3 separate regions of the Mus musculus genome follow, and regions 2 and 3 are each linked to region 1. The links are chromatin contacts, called in public Hi-C and HiChIP or PLAC-seq maps. All regions are on one chromosome and are shown on one strand. Each heading gives the region's core, a stretch centred on a gene start, on an enhancer-like site or on the middle of the called end of the contact. The rest is flanking DNA. Distances are from core to core; before and after follow the strand shown. Region 1 overlaps Npas2 (neuronal PAS domain protein 2). Region 2 has its middle 43 kb from the start of Gm35222. Region 3 has its middle 79 kb from the start of Gm35222.

What was found. Hi-C and Micro-C count contacts between places; a contact is called where the count stands out from the background. HiChIP or PLAC-seq counts read pairs in DNA pulled down with a chosen protein or histone mark.
Region 2: a contact with region 1 is called in a Hi-C map of muscle stem cells, with 2.5 times the contacts expected there. The contact joins two enhancer-like sites. A contact is called at or near these places in 2 of 484 Hi-C or Micro-C datasets (bone marrow-derived macrophages and muscle stem cells) and 1 of 9 other capture datasets (embryonic stem cells).
Region 3: a contact with region 1 is called in an H3K4me3 HiChIP or PLAC-seq map of intestinal villus epithelium, with 6 read pairs. The contact joins two enhancer-like sites. A contact is called at or near these places in 1 of 484 Hi-C or Micro-C datasets (nephron progenitors) and 2 of 115 datasets of contacts at active chromatin or transcription factors (embryonic stem cells and intestinal villus epithelium).

Annotation. Positions count from the first base shown.
Region 1 is chr1:39,233,239-39,237,619 of GRCm38.p6, reverse strand. The region is part of intron 1 of Npas2 (neuronal PAS domain protein 2); the gene reads right to left. Among named protein-coding and RNA genes, the nearest start is that of Npas2, 41 kb to the right of the region's middle. Within about 2 kb of position 2,424, at least 39 of the 459 cell types and tissues checked have an H3K27ac peak or open chromatin away from gene starts, as enhancers often do. A contact at or near this core is called in intestinal villus epithelium and muscle stem cells, where this site is marked.
Region 2 is chr1:39,067,914-39,072,294 of GRCm38.p6, reverse strand. No RefSeq gene overlaps it. Among named protein-coding and RNA genes, the nearest start is that of Gm35222, 43 kb to the right of the region's middle. Within about 2 kb of position 2,249, at least 16 of the 459 cell types and tissues checked have an H3K27ac peak or open chromatin away from gene starts, as enhancers often do. A contact at or near this core is called in muscle stem cells, where this site is marked.
Region 3 is chr1:39,103,918-39,108,298 of GRCm38.p6, reverse strand. No RefSeq gene overlaps it. Among named protein-coding and RNA genes, the nearest start is that of Gm35222, 79 kb to the right of the region's middle. Within about 2 kb of position 2,583, at least 102 of the 459 cell types and tissues checked have an H3K27ac peak or open chromatin away from gene starts, as enhancers often do. A contact at or near this core is called in intestinal villus epithelium, where this site is marked.

The DNA of each region.
Region 1 (4,381 bases), core at 1,175-3,674:
TACTTGGATGCTGAGTGCTGGACCACCTTCATATTCACATCAGCACCATCCCCAGAGTGCACATGTGTCCTAAAGCCTTAAAAGCCAGGTTATTTATTTATGTGTGTGCTGTGGTTGTGTGTGTGTACATACATGTGTGTGCATGAGTGTGCATGTGTGTACGTTCAAGGTGTGATCATGCATGTGTATGTGTTTAAGCATACTAGTGCATGTATGTATACATACGTGTGCATGCACATATGCATATGTGTGCATGTGTGTGTATGTGTGTGTACATGTGCATGCATGTGCATATACACTCATAAAATACATAAAGTAAAAATGTGCTGAACCACTAAGGAAAGCTGACAACCACCCCTACCACAGACAGAAATGCCTGGCTCATTTCATCTCATACTGATGTTTGAAGGAACATGACAATTCATTAGGATCATAGGAATCAAACATCAGAGACACAGATATCATTCCCAATCACAGAAGAAGAAACAGTTTTCAAGAAAAGCAGTAACAAATATTGATCATCTAAAAAGTAGCCTTTTGATCTTTAAAGCAGAGAATTTGGAGAAACCATTACAAATTCTGTCTAGTTGAAGAGACCAAATATTTCATTGGCTCTAAAATAAATTGAGCTGCAAAGGCCTGTCTTTAGAACAACTTGCCTCATGCCACCAAAGAGAATACACATTGTCTATTCCAATTATACTCAGACCCCCAAGAAAATAAAGAAATAGCAACTAAATAAATATCACCGAAGCTCCTACAACTAAAATAGCCATCTTTATGGGCCCTACAGAATGTTAAATATATTTTGCCTACAATTTTGCATGATCTGTTCCTGGCTAAAGCCTTGGTAGAATTGTAAAGATGATCTTTGCTTTTAGAGAGAGGCCTATGTCTGGAATATAGTGACGCACGGTAGATACTTCTGGAAAACCAGATGAAGACGCGAGGATGCTCCCCTCCATTCTCCTGCTCCTCCTTGTCCTGTGACATGGGAATAGCTACTGGAATTCTATGGCATTGAGTCTGTCGGGCAAGGAAGCAATCTAGTCAGCCCACATAGGTTCATGTATTCTAGAAAGAAAACACCTCACATTTACATTAGTTTCCAGTACTCCACACGCCAGCCCCCATGCCGTCTGAAACTGGTGGACAAAGAGATGTCTTTCAGATGAACCTGGGCCTGCTGTTGAGAGAAAAGCCTTCTGGGAAAAGTAGGAGGGAGGGTAAAGGGAAAAATGACTGGGTCTATATAAGAATGGGTCTGTCAACAGCCAAGCACGAATGGAGGATGGATTTAGGGGGCCCTACCCCCTCATGCTGAACTGTTTGTTCCCAAAAGATCTAGGGAGAGGGGAAGTCATGGCCTTTGGTGATGAATCCACTGGTGACCCCACCAGACGCCAACACACAGTTCTAATCCCATGAACATAAAGTAACTGAGTCATAACACAAAACTGATGGTCACGAGTCTGGAAAGTCTGGCGGGAGGAAGGAGAGGGCGGGTTACGTAGAGATGTGGAGAAATGAAAGGGTAGGTGGGGTGACTGGAATGCATTGTATTATCAAAGAACTAATTTAAGTGGAAGAAAGAAAAAAAATGCTCCAAGCTCGCTTCTGTAGCATTTTCCCTACAGACATGGAAATGAAGTCCCGCCTCATGCAAGTGATTCATGGATAGCTTATGTCTTTAGGACTGTCTGAGAAGAAGCAGAAGATGGGCGAGGATTCTCTGCATTGGTTGACTGCTCCGTTTTCTCCACCTCTAGTCTTAAATCTTCTATCTCAACACTCAGCTTTTCACCTTCAATCATGGCACCGCTAGGGTTTAGCACAGAACATGGTCAACCCCAAGGGCTATCCCAAGAAAGTGGCACACATTCTCCAACCATGAAAGGAGAGTGGAGAACGAATACTCAAGTAAACTTGGAGGCTCACACAGGGTAACTAGCCGAGAGCTGGGTCTCAGGCTGGAGCTCAAATTGATTTGAAAGCAAGAGGCAGCAGCTGTAGCATGGGGGCTGGGCAAGTGCTTACGACAGCTAACAATTGTCCATGGAGGCAGGGCAAGCTCTTCTACCTCAGGGTTGCTCCAGGGTCACCTTCCTCAAGGTCAACACTTTGGTCCAAACAGAAATAACTTGATTTCTTAGGCAGCCGCTATCCCTTATGGAAGCCTGGGTTGAGGGTTGAGGTGACAGTACCAGACACCTGAAATCGTTCCTAATTCAAATTCTTCCCTGAGGTGGGTCTAAAGGTTGATCCTGGGTGTGCAGGAGCTACTCTCTTATCTTAGTCAGGAAGGAACAGTTTAATCAGGTTGCCGAACAGAGTAGAAGATGTTAGGAGTCACAGGTCATGGGAGCCAAAGGTTCTGAGTCATTCTAGAAACAACAGTGTGTGGGAAACATCAGCCTAGCAACACGCAGACGCAGACACTAAATAGGGAGTTAGTGTTGGCCTCAGCAGAGGAACAGGGGCTGTGGCCCCAGTACCGAGAGAAGGTCGAACTTCTGCCCAAAGCACAGCATTAGCTTAAGCAGGTAGAGTGCATATCCTCCCACGGACTCTAGTTATCTTGCCACAAAGAGCAGACGTTTCATTGGTTCAGAGTTCTTACACCTAAGGATATCCTGGTTTAAATTACGATTATGTCTGAGATTTCCAGGATGTGGTCTGGGACGCTGGTGATCACGGTTGCAGTCTGTGAAGTCAAAACTCATCTCTCCCTTTCTGCTTTGGTCTCACAATAGCACTGAGATTAGTTTTATTTTGAATCTCACTTTTCTCACCAATGTGCAGGGGAGTTCCCAGGGCTTACTGATGTGCGATATTCACCTGTGAGAAGCCAAACACTAAAGAGATTTACAAAAATCAAAGCAACGCCATCCCAAGTTATACTGCTTTGGGAAACAGTTGTTTTGTATTTAAAAGCACTTATTACTTTAAAAAGAATAAAAAAAAACATTCATAGCCTCTCTCACTTTGAATTTCTGTGTTGGCAACTATCCCCAGAGAGGTTTCTCAATATTTTTTTATTTCCTCCTCCCCTCTCCACCTCTTTCCCTCTCTCCCTGTCTCTCCTTTCCTCCCTCTCTCTCCCGCTTCTCCCCACTTTTACATATTGTATCTCACTATATAGCCCAGGCTGGCCTTGAACTTGCAATCGCCTTGCCTCAGTCTTCTTGGGATAGAGATTTGGTCCTCTCACAACTTTTTATGGTGTCCAGGGTGCTGAGACCAGCCGCGGCCTAATGTTTCTGCCTCAGCCTTTCACTGTGAAATCATTCATTTCCAACTGGTGCCTCATGGGCCCCTCATCCACTTTATAAACTATGAGGTTGGGGCTGGGGAGATGGTTCGGTGTTTCAGAGCTTCTTCCAGGGGACCCGGGTTCAAGTCTCAGCAACTACATGGCAGCTCCTTCTGCATCTCCGAGGGATCCAATCCCTTCCTCTGGCTTCCATGGATATGACACACATACAGTGTATAGACATACATGCAAGAAAAACACCTATACACACCAAATAAAAAATAAATTTAAAAGCAAGACTGTGCAACTACTGTGCTGTATTTTGTTTCTATACAGATAGATGTGTGGGCCATAGGGAAGTGACAGCCGTGATTTGTTTAGTGGCATTTTCCTCGTGCCTCAGAAATGGCTTCAGAGTTTTAAAGCCAGGCATGTTATATGTGTCCCAAATTAGGGTTCTCATGGTACTATTTATTCCAAAGAGTTGTTGGCTGATCAAGTGGAACGCAACTTGGAACAGTCGCGATTAAATGTTGCAGTGGCTTCATTTGCAGCCTCTTAGGAATCTCATTATATGACACTATTTTGGAAGATATCGGGACATTTCTGAACAATTTTGGATACACTCCTAATATTTTATCTCACCAGATTGCCAAGGCTTGGAAGGTAAGTTAATTGAACACATGACTGATACAATACCACAAAATGTTGCTCTGACATTCAGATGAGCCCTCTTTCTCAGACACACAAATCCACAAGCTAAGGTCAAGAAAAGGTTTCTCATATACGCTCTGAACTATTTGTCATTCCTGAAAATATCTAATCCCAGCTCACAGTAATCTAAAAAAGTGGTTCTCAACCTTCCTAATGCTGTGACCCTTTAATATATATAGTTCCTCATGTTGTGGTGACCCCCAACCATAGCATTATTCCATTGCTGCTTCATAACTGTAGTTTTGTTACTGTCATGAATCATAATATAAATATCTGTGCTTTCCAGTGGCCCGAAGTGACCCCTGTAAAAGGGTCATTCAACCTACATAGGTGTCATGACCCACAGACCAAGAAACACTGATCTTAACCCACTGACTTCTCACCGAGGCTCTAGCTACTGGTGGGTTCATCATG
Region 2 (4,381 bases), core at 1,000-3,499, 170 kb after region 1:
CCCTATCCCATCCCCTCCCCCACCCCCCACCCATTGCTCACTAACCCATCCACTCCCACTTTCCTGTCCTAGCATTCCCCTACACTGGGGCATAGAGCCTTCACAAGACCAAGGGCCTCTCCTCTCATTGATGTCCCACAAGGCCATCCTGTGCTACATATGTGGCTGGAGTCATGGGTTCCTCCATGTGTATTCTTTGGTTGGTGGTTTAGTCCCTGGGAGCTCTGGGGGTACTGGTTGGTTGATATTGTTGTTCCTCCTATGGGGCTGCAAACCCTTTCAGCTCCTTGGGTCTTTTCTCTAGTTCTTCTGTTGGGGACCCTGTGCTCAGTCCAATGGATGGTTGTGAGCATCCGCTTCTGTATTTGTCAGGCACTGGCAGAGCCTCCCAGGAGACAGCTATATCAGGCTCCTATCAGAAAGCACGTGTTGGAATCCGCAATAGTGTCTGGGTTTAGTAACTCTATTTGGGGTGGATCCTCAGGTGGGACAGCCACTGGATGGTCTTTCCTTCAGTTTATGCTCCAAACTTTGTCTCTGTATCTCCTCCCATGGGTATTTTGATCCCTCTTCTAAGAAGGACTGAAGCATTCACATTGTGGTCTTCCTTCTTCTTGAGCTTCATGTGGTCTGTGAATTGTATCTTCAGTATTCCGAACTTCTGGGCTAATATCCACTTATCAGTGAGTGCATACCATATGTGTTCTTTTGGGATTGGGTTACCTCACTCAGGATGATATTTTCTAGCTCCATCCATTTGCCTAAGAACTTCATGAACTCATCATTTTTAGTAGCTGAGTAGTATTCCATTGTGTAAATGTACTACATTTTCTGCATCCATTCCTCTGTTGAAGGAAATATGGGTTCTTTCCAGCTTCTGGCTATTATAAATAAGGCTGCTATGAACATAGTGGAGCATGTGTCCTTATTACATGTTGGAGCATCTTCTGGGTATATGCCCAGGAATGGTATAGCTAGGTTCTCAGGTAGTACTATGTCCAATTTTCTGAGGAACTGCCAAATTGATTTCCAGAGTGGTTGTACCAGCTTGCAATCCCACCGGAAATGGAAGAGTGTTCCTCTTTCTCCACATCCTTGCCAGCACCTGCTGTCACCTGAGGTTTTGGTCTTAGCCATTCTGACTGGTGTGAGGTGGAAGCTCAGGGTTGTTTTGATTTTCAGTTCCCTGATGATTAAGGATGTTGAACATTTCATTAGGTGCTTCTCAGCCATTCAATATTCCTCAGTTGAGAATTCTTTGTTTAGTTCTGTACCCCAGTTTTAAATAGGGTTATTTGGTTCTCTGGAGTCTAACTTCTTGAGTTCTTTGTATATATTGGATATTAGCTCTCTATTGGATGTAGAGTTGGTAAAGATCTTTTCCCAATCTGTTGGTTGCCATTTTGTCCTATTGACAATGTCTTTTGCCTTACAGAAGCTTTGCAACTTTATGAAGTTCCATTTGTCAATTCTTGATCTTAGAGCATAAGCTATTGGTGTTCTATTCAGGAAATTTCCGAGCCCCTGTGCCCATGTGTTCAAGGCTCTTCCCCACTTTCTTTTCTATTAGTTTCAGTGTATCTGGTTTTATGTAGAGGTCCTTGATCCACTCAGACTTGAACTTTGTACAAGGAGATAAGAATGGATCAATTTGCATTCTTCTACATGCTAACTGCCAGTTGAACCAGCACCATTTGTTGAAAATGCTGTCTTTTTCCACTGGATGGTTTTAGCTCCTTTGTCAAAGATCAAGTGACCATAGTGGGTTCTTTAGTTCTTATTGAAGGGCTCCTGCTGTATGTTACCCCTATAAATAGGCAAAGACAGTGAGAGACAGGGCAATTTAGCTCCATAATTGGCAGCTGTTGAGTGTTCCCTTGTTGCCTTGGTTACCTCAAACAAAAGGACCATCAGTCAGGTGGACTACCCTCACACCAGTAACAGCTGTCCTGAATACTCCTTGGACACCTTGAGAAAACTACATAATAATTGCTGTGGAACCACCCACATCTTAAAGTCACAGCCCTATCCAGGGCTTTTCAAATACTTTGCAGCAGACTTTTTTTCCCATAACAAACCTCATTTAGTGAACTCTAAGTGACCTTAGAACTTTTTCCAAGAAGGCTAGAACGGGAACATTTGCCTGGTGGCCTAACAAGGCAACTGGCATGATTGGTGCAGATACAAACCTCTATTAGCGTGTGGTATAGTGCTGTAATTGGTTCAAACACCCACGTCTCTCACTACACAAGGGCACCATTAAAGCTCTTAGGAACTCAGCTGGAGACATCCTACTGCGCTGCCTCCCCTGGGATTGCAACATTGGGTCCAATAAAAAGCTTCTTCTGTGTGGCCTTCAATACTTGCCTGCTTTTAGGAGCGCAGCACAGGCAGAGGTGGAAGTGTGAAGGACTCAGCAAGAAAGCAATAACAGGGGCGGCAGACTGGAGCCATAGTGCGCTGGCAGCTGGAGAGGATGGAGCTGGATGATTGTGAATAGCCAGGCACCGGAAGTAGAAGAACCGCAAGAGAGGGGATAGTGACTCCCACCCCACCCCCATTTTTGAGGGGTTTGCCAGGATCAAAGGGCCAGTGTTCAGGGGTGTGCCTATGGAGAGAAGTGTTCCACCACAGCTACATCCTAAGGTGCTGAGGACTGGGGCAGATATTGTATGCCCTCCTTCCCTCCCCTTCTCACCCTATACACCCGACAGGCAAGCTTGAGCTGTTGTTCACTAACGCGCTTTGAGGCAGTGGCTCTTGGAGAGTCCAGGGTGTTACTATCTCAGCTCCATAAACACCTTCCTTCCTCTGACCACGTCGCTTCCCCCACCGCAGGAACTCCTAAGTCTGCAATGTGACTGGGAACTGCCAGCTGCCTGAATCTCTGTTCCACAGTTGCAGATGTACTAGGTAAGGTAGCATACATGCAAGAGGCCAGGGGTTAACAGAGGATGTTTACCTAAAGGAGCAGCTCAGCTAGGAGGAACCCAGCCCAGGTCCCGAAGTTTTAAGTCTGTCAGGAGCCTACGAGGCTCTCCCTTGCCGGATGCTCCATTCTCACAAGCTCGTTTTTCCAACCTGGCAAGTACTTGTCTCAGGCTTGAGCATGCTGCAAGAATCTGTTTTGTGTGTTGATAAAATCCTATGCCACTCAACCAGCCCTCATCCCAGTCTATTGGAAGGTGAACGTGTGGGACTTCAGAGACTTTGTACACATCTGACCACTCAGGACCAAGCCAAGGAAAGGATCTCCATTGAGGAAGTCTATGTTAATCCCATTGTTTTTCTCTCTCTCTCCCTTCTTCCCTCCCTCTCCCCCCTCTCTCTCTTGCTTTCTCCCTCCCTCCCTCCCCCCTCCCTCTCTCTGTCCTGTTCCTCTCCCTCTCCTTTCCTTAATAGACACATGCTCCTATCCCAACACCCACCACTCCTTTCCCCCCATGACTTCGGTTGAGCATGTCAGCGAACCATACCATCCTAAGGAATGAGGTGGCAAGTTGTGGACAGGGATGGACTCACGGGATTCCATGTATTCAGGTCCCAAGGACCTTGCTTGGGCTGTGGCTTCTCATGACCCAACTGCTGGTTCCCATTTCTTTTCCTCCAATGAGCCTCTTGTCCATTCTCTCCCATAAATCATTGCCTATGACAATAGACCACCCTGGCCTCTGTCTTCTTTAACCTTGTACTGTGCCTCAAGTCTGCACCCCTCAGATGTTACCAACTCCATGAGACTAAGTCTGACTTGCCCTCTCAACTTCAAGCATTTATTCTGCCTTTGTGCCCCATATTTTCCTGGATGGTGTTGGGTATATAGTGCCTCTTAATAAATCACAGATAACTGATGGTGTGGCTAACAGACATGTCTCAATGGGTTCAAATATTGATGTCAAATCAATGGTTTATCAGCCAGATCTGATCAGTTTTACTTCTAATATTTGTACTCCCCCACAAAAGGAAAGAAAATAAAACATTCTTGAGTGAGGGAGGAAATTATTAAAATAGGAATAAAGATGACATAAACATTAGTGACTTTTCAAAAAAGATCCAGAAGGATCTGCCACTGCTGGAAGCTTCCAGCCCTGCAAGCAAAGTTCACGGGAGTCTGGCAACTTCCTGAGGTAATCCCATTCCATTCATGCCTTGGAAGCATGGGAGTTTCTCAATCGTTTACACTGCTTGCTAATTTGTAACTGAGCTCTGGGTTTTCTGATTCTCAATGACTGTTCTACGCCAATTAATATTCTGTTTACTGAACCAAGGGTCACTGCTCATAGCTCTATGTCTTCTCTTAGTTCTTGCTGTATGCCATGCACCCCAGATTAGTTTCAGTTCATCTGGAACCTGTGAAGTGGGTTCACTCTTACCTTGACCCACC
Region 3 (4,381 bases), core at 1,334-3,833, 130 kb after region 1:
AATAGTACCCCTGAAATTCGTAGACATCTACCTAAAACCTCTTCTGCTAGGTTCTTAACTAAGAACATTTTTGTTGGTTTTAACAAAATCTCCATCATTCTTTTGTACCCATGAAGTCTCGGGAGCCAGATGCTGGGTTGAAAGCCTGCTAATTCAGAGAGGCAGAGAAAGCATCCAGCTGACCTTCCTCCTCATCTGACATACCAGCTGGAATCCCCTCTCTCACTCCACCTCAAAAAACAAACAAACAATTCCTTCAAACTCAATGTTCTTCCTTTCTACTTCCTGTGCGTCTCTCTATCCATCCTTCTGACTCCCTCTTACTTTCTGTGGCATGTTTTTAATAAGCCTATGTTCACTCCCAGTCAACTGGTTGCTTGCTCCGCCTCTTGACCTATGATTAACTTCATTTAATCCTCTTTTCAATAGACAGGAAGCTCTTGGATTAAAGGCGTGTGTTAAGGCTGAGCCACATCACAACGAAAAACAGGTTTTCCCAGTAAATTATACAATCTTGGGGGCTCACAGTGTGACCAAATATCCTGCAACACTTTTGTTTTAAGAAAGTAGAGCGAAAGAAACATAGAGTGGATTCCAGGGTCGTGTAAGTCGGAGTTCTCTCATATCACTGGTGCGCCTCTCTGAAATGGGCACACCACACAAACTGTGGTGACTCCCATCAGATCCCCATGAAAGGCCAGGCACCTGAGTGGATTCCACTCTCCAGGAGGGGCAGTGAGGACTGGACCAGGCAATAGGAAAGGTTTCCTCTCCTCCTCCCATGAGCTGGGAAGAAATCATGCAGAATTGTCTTCATTGCCTGCCCAATGGTTTTAGTGGAAACCCATCCCACAGGCTGGAAGAAAGCAGCAGTGGACAGTGACCAGAGAGGAGGAGCCATCCCTGAATCATAGAGCAAGGACTGTCAGAGGTCATTGCTGTTCTTCCCACAGGGAGGACTACATGTTCTCCTTCCTGAAGAGCTCTAGGCTGGTGAGCATTTCTATTGGCAGAAATGCCAGACACCGAAGTAGGAAGATGCTGTCTAATGGCCTTGGATCTCCCTTTTTCCCCATCTCTACATTTGAGGGTAGAGTGCTCCTTCACTGTTGTGGGCTTCACTGTGTGCCCATGGTGAAGCTCAAAGGTCTTCCTGTCTACTGAAACAATAAATGAGAATGTAGAGTCAGAGACCAAGTAAGTGTGTGAGAGTTAAAAACAAAGCAAAACCATGGTGAGATCCATTCTAACGACAGCCTTGGCCTATGGGAAATTTTTAGATGACTGACTCTTGGTGACAAGTTCATTCTAGAAATTCCCAAATCTACACCACCCAGGATGATGTTACTATCTGCCAACGTCCCTAGACCAAATTTGACACAGTGACTTTTCTAGTTGAGTTGAAGACTTGGGAGTGTCATCCAAGCATTCCACTGGTCCCTAAGGCTCCCAACAGCTGCCTGCTGGCCTGCATCTAAGGCTGTGTTGGAGAAAAAATGAACTCCGTGGGATCAGGTTTCACATTCAATTACGGTCGAAATTAGGAGCAGGAAGGAAGTTGGATATATTGAGCATCAACAATGAGCCAGGCACTATTCTAGGTTTTAAGAATATGGAACCTAAATTTGAATTTGAAACTGGATGCAACGTTACATAAAAATAGGTCAGCGCAGATAGCTGGTATAAGGGTTACAGATGTGTCCAGAGACTCTGAAGACTGCATGGGGCCTGGGGCTGATGTGGCGGTGTGCAAGGCCACTCTTTAAGTGCCTGTTGTTTTTGTCACTAAGGTACCACAAGGGCTGTGGTCCAGAGAGCCTAGACAAAGGCTTCTCATCTGTTTTTAGACCATGAAGACATTTGCTAAGCCGTTCAGAGGACCGTCCCCTGCTGGGGAAACAGAGAGGCTGTTGATGGATTTCTAAGGAGGGATTATTGTATTCTTCTCTTTGCTTGTCCTACTCAGTGAGACCGGGTTTCTTTTTAAGACACGTGTAGGATCCTTCTCGTTGGGAGCTATGCATATGTATCTGTTTAATTTTAACTCCAGTTCCCCACCAAAAGGCAAGTTCATTTACTCAGAGCCTAGACAGAAGGCTTTCCCAGGCCTGACACCTTGCTTGTTTGCTACTTAAAGTCTCTTGGAAGAAAAGAACAGATTTTTGCATTTAGTTCCCTTTCTTATTTCTGGGGGGAAGGAAAAATTAAATCCTAATTTTTAAATCCAACTGTCCTAATTGGAAAGGGTTCTTGGTCTATTTCATGGCAGTCTGTTTATCGCTGGTAATTGCCCAGCGTCCTTGGCCTCTCCTGACACAGGACGCTCTCCAACAACGTTCTGAGCCTGTTCCACAGTAAAGAAAGCTCCATGGAGCCCCAGGTGACACAATGGGACCTTCTTCTCTCCCCACCTCACTCCCCAACTCCCGGCTGTTCTGTCCTGTGGACATAATTCACACAGTCTGCGTCTGTCCGCTCCGGGCTGCCCAGCTTCTCTCTGAAATCTCCGTCATCTGTGTGTGGTTATAAGACTAGAAATCTGTGACTGTGAAATCTAACTCAGCAAGCAGCCAGGCAGGGCATGAGTCATCTGCCGCCTGCCCTGCCCCAGGACAGCCAGGACTGAGGACTTGCAAGATAAGAAGGCACTGGGGTTGTTTACTGTTCTGACGCTAAAACCAGGGGACAGAAATAACTTTAGAGCGGAATGAGTTTTGTCGGCTTATGGTTTCAGGTGGGTTTGGTCGTGGACACCACTGTGCTTTAGGGAAGGCATGGCTGAGCTACTCGGTTCATGGTGGTGGAAGTGAGTGTATGAGAGAAGCTGTTTACATGAGGGTAGATCAGAAGTCAGGAAGTGGGTGGGGATACCAGACCCCATGGACGCCTTTCCAATGACTAGCTAGGCCCCATCTCCTGTAGCTAGAGAGCAAGTGTTCACACCACGAGCCAGGAGAGAACCTTTCAGCCATAACCAGGCCTGTTAAAGGCAGGGAGCTCAGAGTAAGAAAGGGCAGAAGCTTGAGTTGTATAGTGTAGTTAAAAGGCGGCATTTCCCCACACAACACAGTGATGTAGATGACACAGCTGTCAACGACAGCCTTAGGAACTGGCGGAGAGATGAAAAAGCCATCGAGATAACTGGAAGGCAGATAGTGCCAAAGTAGAAACTTCAGACGGGATATTTGGATGGAATTCATTTAAGCAAAGAAGAGTCACGTAACCAGAAGAAGTTCAGAGAGCTGGGCCAGTAGGCTGACAGGATGACAAGCTGAAAGACGGAGCAAACGGATTTGAATGGAAAATCCACAGTGAGAGGCTGTTTGATGAGTTTTGATTGGTAAGGTCTTCAGTTACCTTCTATTGTTGATATTGGACATTGTTGTTATTTTGATGCAGGAACTTAAAAGCATGGAGACACCCAGCCTGACAGCCTGGGGGAAGAGTTTAGATCCCTAATCTACGATGAAGAAGGACTCTAGGGATGATAAAGAACAGAAGTGGTATACTACTGGCCCATAGGTGTCTTCTAGTTTGGTTTACAGTGGTGGGTGTGTGTGTGTGTGTGTGTGTGTGTGTGTGTGTGTGTGTGTTAGTCAATGTTTTTAGATGATGCATGAATCCTTTGCTCTAGCTTCTACATCTACTCTCATCCTCACTGACCTCTTCCTTGCTGCACGAGACCTTATTACCCGCTGAACAGCGAGGAGGGGCAGACCAGAGTGGGAAAGACCACAGCTCCCTCATGTCTTGACTACACCTTACCAAACCCGGGAGGAGAAGAGCTGAGGCTGAGCTGGCCAAGAGCATCAGACTTGGAAAAGAGCATGGTGCTCCTTTCTCCTCATAAAACCACTCATGCGTGTGATTTGCATTAAAACACAGGGGTGTGTCGTTTGTAGACTCTCAAACATGTGCAGGAGAGGCATGGAACAAAAAGTTCACAGGAAGAGAGTCAGGAGCAGGTGGACCCAGCTGCAGAAGACCTTAGAGCAAATAGAAGTGCCCTTTCTGGAGACAGGGAGCTCTCTGTTCCTTTGTTTGTAGTTTGCTAGGAGAAGATTCATAAAGGTTATGTATGGGCTTGGGAGAGGACTCTTACCCGCCTTTGATTCAGAGAAGTTGCTATGACCGAGCTCTGTAAAGAACACACAGTTTTTCTGAGAAAACCACTTGTTCCCTTGGAAACAGAAAGAGATATTTAGGGATTAAAAATCCTCATGGCATGTCCTTGTCTTGGGAGAACGGGTTCAATGCACACACCCTATAAGTAATTTAAAAGGCTGGATGGCCTCGAGACCAGCAGGCTCTAAAGCAAAACCCAGTCAGGCACAGAAACAGAAGAACACACACTAGAAAAATATACCCTGTTCCACCTTGG